Linked DNA regions of Zea mays: region 1 is linked to region 2. Evidence: chromatin contacts called from public Hi-C data. All regions are on one chromosome and are shown on one strand. Each heading gives the region's core, a stretch centred on a gene start, on an enhancer-like site or on the middle of the called end of the contact. The rest is flanking DNA. Distances are from core to core; before and after follow the strand shown.

Evidence for each region. A called contact is a pair of places that touch in the nucleus more often than the background predicts.
Region 1: a contact with region 2 is called in a Hi-C map of leaf, with 7 times the contacts expected there. The contact joins the enhancer-like site here to the promoter of LOC103632101 in region 2. A contact is called at or near these places in 6 of 25 Hi-C or Micro-C datasets (bundle sheath, ear, leaf and 2 more).

The regions. Positions count from the first base shown.
Region 1 is chr7:17,731,652-17,734,712 of Zm-B73-REFERENCE-NAM-5.0, forward strand. No RefSeq gene overlaps it. Among protein-coding and RNA genes, the nearest start is that of LOC103632102, 10 kb to the left of the region's middle. Within about 2 kb of position 1,695, at least 9 of the 20 cell types and tissues checked have an H3K27ac peak or open chromatin away from gene starts, as enhancers often do. A contact at or near this core is called in bundle sheath, leaf and leaf mesophyll, where this site is marked.
Region 2 is chr7:17,486,306-17,489,272 of Zm-B73-REFERENCE-NAM-5.0, forward strand. It overlaps LOC103632101 (splicing factor 3B subunit 3), which reads right to left and starts at 1,306. Exons shown (of 15, transcript XM_008653953.3): 1 at 710-1,306; 2 at 133-267; 3 at 1-18. The coding sequence starts at 916.

The sequences.
Region 1 (3,061 bases), core at 445-2,944, 250 kb after region 2:
GCTTTATAGGGGTTTTCCACGTTAAATCCGTGTCTTCTCTGTGATTGATCCTCTTTGTGTCGTATTTATTTATAACAATCAATTACTCACTCATCCTCCAAAAGAGACATGGAACAGAACTATGTGCTACGGATTGTTTGTGCATAGTCGTCCCATTCATCCTATTATAAATAAATTGTTTTCTAAGACTGTCTCCAGTAATGTCCTCTATATTCATCCTCTATATCCGTCCTTTATAGTCTCCTCTAAAAGATTCTATCCTCTATATCTCCTTCATCTCCAACAACGTCCTCTAAATTACCTTCTCTATACTCAAATACCTATATTAGAGACATTTTTTATTTTTATTTTTTGTACACACGTATTTGTTATACTCTAAAATGTATTGTACATATTTTAGTTTTGTTAAACCGATTATTTAAAGTATTCAAATGGATAGAGGACCGTTTAGAGAAACTCTATATATAGAGAATCCAGCAGGGTTCTCTAAATTTAGAGAACCGTTTAGAGGACGCTGCTGTAGAGTGTAGAGGATCATTTGATCCTCTATATTTAGAGTAGAGGACTCTTTTTAGGGTTCCTTGCTTGAGCCAGCCTAAACTGACATGGTTTGCTCCGAGCACAAGGACTTCTTCAACAGTATTTTTTGAACGGAAAGCTTATTACATCCTAAAATTGCTAACCTTTTGTTTTTGAAAGAAAAGCTTATCCTGTTCGTTGCATCTTGCCACATGTTGAGAAAAATAACTAGTATTCAAAATAACAAATGGGATTTCTCGACCTTGCTCCATGCACGCCCCCCCCCAACTTGTTTGATTTTCAACAATTACAATGGCCTTTTCTTTCCCTTGTTTCGCTGTCGCTAGTTATGATGTCGCATCACTTCACTTCTGCGAGCCACACACAAACTGGTGTTGGTGAAGTTGTTTCGTGTGCCGGGACAGTGATGGATCACAGAAAACTTTGAACTTTCTTACACTAGTCTGGACCAGACCGATGGTGAACTGATGGTGCTGCTAGCTAGGGGCCTGTCAATGCTAAGCATCATCACCAGCATTTAATTACCTGACCAGTGATTATAGTGAGTGAATCATGTGTGGATTGCATTTTTTTTTTTTGCTTGCATGCTAAGCCGAGTAGTTTGTGTTTCCTTGCTATTACACGGCGTTCTAGAATCATATCAAAGAATAAAGACCTTCGCTGGTTCACATCTGGACCTTTCACTTTTTTTTATGGATGAATCTGTTTGAACCTTTTTACTCTTCTCTGTTTTTGTTCTGTCGCTGCCCTGTTGAAAGAATATAAAAAATCTCACAACCTTAGTCCTTACACGTAAATGGTAACTTAGAAGTAACTATATTTTCTCTATTCCTTGATAGATCAACTCCTAGAGTTTCCTCAAGTCGAACTTCTTTGTATCTGACAAAAATCTATAAAAAAAGAGCACAGATATATAAAAAAACTTATTCCAAAAATATATTTTATTCTGAGTCTAATAGTACTGGTTTGATGTCATAAATCTTTGCTTTTTTCTATCAATTTAATCAAACTTATTGTTTTTTTAAAAGAAAAATAATTTATTCAGATAGAGAGAGTATGTACAACAAGGGACGGCTATTCACTTGTCTGCATCTCATCAGCAGGACAACATTTACGTTTTCTTTGCTATTACACAACATCCTTCTTTTCTGAACGAACTATCACACAATATTCTAGAAGAACAATCCAAGAAAGGACAGAGACCCTAGCTAGCTTGCTGGTCGAGAAGAATCGATCAACGTGATCGAACCTTTTCGATTGCCCCCCTCGGTTTCTGTTTGGTAGCCGTATGTTTTTTGATTTTTTCTGATCAGCTTTTTTAAGAATTTGGTTGTGGAGTGAATATAGATGTAGAAATAATCTGAGTATACATGCGAAAAAAGATAAAGTGATCCAAATGATTCAAGATCTAGAAAACGATGGATTCCTACTGTCTAGAAATATACTATTGCAGCTTATTAGAAGTTAGAACTTAGAAGTGCTTAGAAGCACATTGAACTTTATTACCAGCCCAAGACCTCGTGTGTTCCTGCGATAATATAACTCATCTTATCGACGACAGATTATTTTATACAAGCCGGGACGGCCGTTCAGTTGTTTGTACTTGTACCTCTTGAAGAAGCATCAAGAGCACCACGTCACGCATTCTTTTCTGCCTCTCGAAGAAGAAGCCGATGCGTCTTGGTCAAGGGCTGTACGCATGTGTGTACACAACACACCGACAACAAAACAAGAGCAGCAGCTAGCATACCGACAGCACAAGTAGGCAACATCGAAAAGGTATGGGCTAGCTACTAGCCTGAGTGCAATATCTATTCAAAAAGGTTAATGATTACTAGAAGCAAATTAGCGACTATTGGTATGTCTGTCCTTGTTTGGAAGAGTATCACTTACAAGAATTATGTCTTCGGTTTGCTTCACCATAAAACAACTTCAACAAATTGTTGAGGTGAGTTCAAGAAATGTTTGTCTTGCACACGGATTCTAGCTTCTATAATACAATTGATTTATGTGAACTTCCTTGATTACATTTGATAATTAGTGGGCTGTCACAGGAGAACCGAAGTATGTTGTGTAACCGGTGCATGGTGGGTAATTTTCGCGAGGTATGAAAACAGTGTTTGTGAAACTCCCCTTAAGGAGCCTCATAAATTTTATGAAGCTTGCCTCTAGTTTATTTATTTTCCAAAACTAAAGTTTATGGAGCTAGACCTGTTTAGATGGAGGAAGCCGGAAGAAACCCTAAAGCCCTCCCAAACAGGCCTTAATAATTTCGCTATCACCCCGTTTGGATCTCAGTATTGGAGCGTAGAATTCAGAATCGGTACTGTCTCAATGAATATTAGTGTTTGGTTAGCAATGGAATTCAAAGATGGAAATGTACGTCAATTCCACAAGCTATTTACACCATACGCGCGTGCCCCCCACTAGTACACAGAAGCTCTATAGTGGCGGTTCTAAACATATTTACACTGGCGTTTTTCAGTACCGCCAGTGCTAGGGGTCAGTGGAAATCAGCATT
Region 2 (2,967 bases), core at 56-2,555:
AAGATCTTTGCATTCTATCTGAAAAGATCAACAATTAATTAATCACTCACTTCCAAACACAATTAGACACAGATGTGTTGTGTACAAAAGAACATTGAAAAGATTGCGGACTGTAGTGAGAAGGAAAAGTACCTGTGGAATTAAACCATTATGTCTAGAGTGCCATTGCAATACACCAATATCTTTTATAATCCCAAAAATGTCTTGTTCACATATTGACTGTAAAACACCATCATCACCAACAGCAACCAACTCCAGTGAAGTTTCCTGAAGCAGAACCCCAGTTACATGAAACAGGGAACATGAACCAGCAAACGCATTATGTAAATTGTAAAATTGATAGAAGATGTCGTCTGTCATCTTGGCTCAGAGCCTTATAGTCATCGGCTGTGGAATTGAGGTTATCGGAGTTTTGTCTATTGGCGGTGCAATATTCAGCGACCATCCACCACCCTCAGTTCTAGGAGCTGTAGCTTGGTTGCTTCTCTCTGTGGTTGTTAGTGATTGTTGTTCTATTGTATGTGGTTTTGCTTGTGCTCTCTTTCTGGCCTTTCTTGCTTTGTAACTATGGGCTCATGACCCAATTTGTAACTACCATTACAGGCTTTTGACAGAAACTGTGGTAATGAAAAGGTGGGGATAGTTCATCCCCCGGTGATCTCACAAAAAAATCCATCTCTCCTGTGAAAGTGTGGGGAGCAAAGCAAACCTTGGCGAGGACGACGTCCGCGGAGTCGGGCGAGCGGAAGCAGCCCTCGGCGACGTGGAGCACGGCGCTTCCCCGGAGCACCCGCTTGGCGATGTAGTGGGTGGCGTCCGCGGTAGACGTGGACGCGGATGTCGACGCGGAGGTAGAGGGCCCCGAAGAGGACGCCGCCGCCGCCGCAGAGGCGTCGCCGGCGGTGGATGGCTTCATCCGCAGCCTCTGCAAGGGTTAGGGTTTGGTTGGTTGATTCAGACACGTGATCTCGCCTAGCCGAAGGACGGAGCCTCTGGATTCTGGCTCAGGGAGAACGAGGCCAAGTTAAACTAGCGGATCCAGCAGCGAACTAGCGACGCCGCTGAGCGGAACCAAACCAACAAACCAAACAGGCAACAAAAGTTGAAAATGGGATCATACCTACCAATAGTAAATGATTTCTATTCTATCCTAACATAATAATAATTTACACGAATTCAGTACGACATTATCCCCTAGTTCCCAATATGTTATTATAGGTCTTGAAACCAAACGAGTCGAGTCGAGCCGAGCCGAGCCGAGTCGAACCGATGAGTGTAGAAAACTGGGAGACGCCTAGGAGGGGGTGAATTAGAACTTCCAAAACTTTCACTTAAACTAGATCACAAATAATTCTTTAGAGCAAAACTTATGCAAATAATCAAACTAGAATGTGCAAGCTAGGTTTTGTCTAAGTGTTGTTATCTCTACCGCAATGGTTAAGTTTCAATCTACATTATATAAGTATGAATACAAGATTGAAACTTAAATGTTTAATATAAATGCGGAAACTTAAATAGTAAGGTAGAGATGCAAACTCTCGTGGATGACGCCGGTATTTTTACCGAGGTATCCGGAACCACATAATGTCCCGACTAATCTTCGTTGGTGTCCCTACGCAAAGGGAAGCCCACGCGAGGGCCAAGCACCTCGATCGAGTAACTCCGTAGCTGCGGGCCTTCTCCACGCGCAAGTGGTGCTCCGCTTCCGGCTCCTCTCGGACGCTCCCCGTCGTCTCCACTATCGAGCTTCCGGCCGAAAACGTCGCGGGCCTCGTTCCCTCCGGTATACGGTGGCGGTCGTGACACAAACGCGGTTGTCATGGTCTCGCAAGACTCTTGCCCCACTCGGTACAATTACAACGGCTCGCGCAAGAGACGAGTGGTTGTTTGGTTTATCTAAACTCACTCAACTAACTAGGATTCACCTAGAGCAAGCGCTAGAGCGGTCTAACTAACCTAAGCACTTCGCAAAGCACCTACGCTAATCAACAAGTGATTCTATTAAGCACTTGGGTGTATGAGCTCTTGGAAATGTGAACTATGTGCCTTGGTATGTCTCTTGGGCTCCCACACCTGGAAATGACTGGTTGGGGTGTATTTATAGAGCCCCAACACAAAACTAGCCGTTGGAGGAAAGATGTTGCTTTCTGTGGTGCACCGGACAGTCCGGTGGGATCACCGACAGTCTGGTGCCCTTGTCCGGTGCGCCTAGTCGTTAGGTCTGTCAGAGCAGGTGACCGTTGGCGCGTAGACTTTATACACCAGACAGTCCGGACTTCACACCGGACAATCCGGTGGTCTTCCCTCCACGGTGTCACCTGGAACTAGCCGTTAGGGCTACTATTCCTGGTGCATCGGACAGTCCGGCGTGAGGCACCGGATAGTCCGCAGGCAACACTTGATTCTTCTCTTGGACTTCACTTGATCTTCTTAATGTCTTCTTTTGAGGTGTTGCTTTCCTCAATATCTTGGTCCAAGTTAGTCTGGTGCGCCAGTCTACAGCACACTCAATTCTTTGCTCCGGTTTATTTTTGTCCCTAACTTGAATCTTTTATTAGTTTGTGTTGAACCTTTTTGCACATGTAAAACATGTATTCTAGAGCAAACTAGTTAGTCCATTTATTTGTGTTGGACATTCAACCACCAAAATTAATTGTGGGAAAAGGTAACCCTATTTCCCTTTCAATCTCCTCCTTTTTGGTGATTGATGCCAACACAAACCAAAGCAAATATATCAAGTGCAGAAATGAACTAGTTTGCATAAGGTGAGTGCATAGGTTACTTGGAATTTAAACCAATCTATAATTTCACTAGATATGAGTGGATTGCTTTCTTCTACTTAGTATATTGGACCACATTTGCACCACTTGTTTTGTTTTTGCAAATTCTTTTGTAAAAATCTTTTCATAGTCTTTTGCAATTAGTCAAAGGTATATGAATAAGATGGCAATAAGCATTTTCAAGATT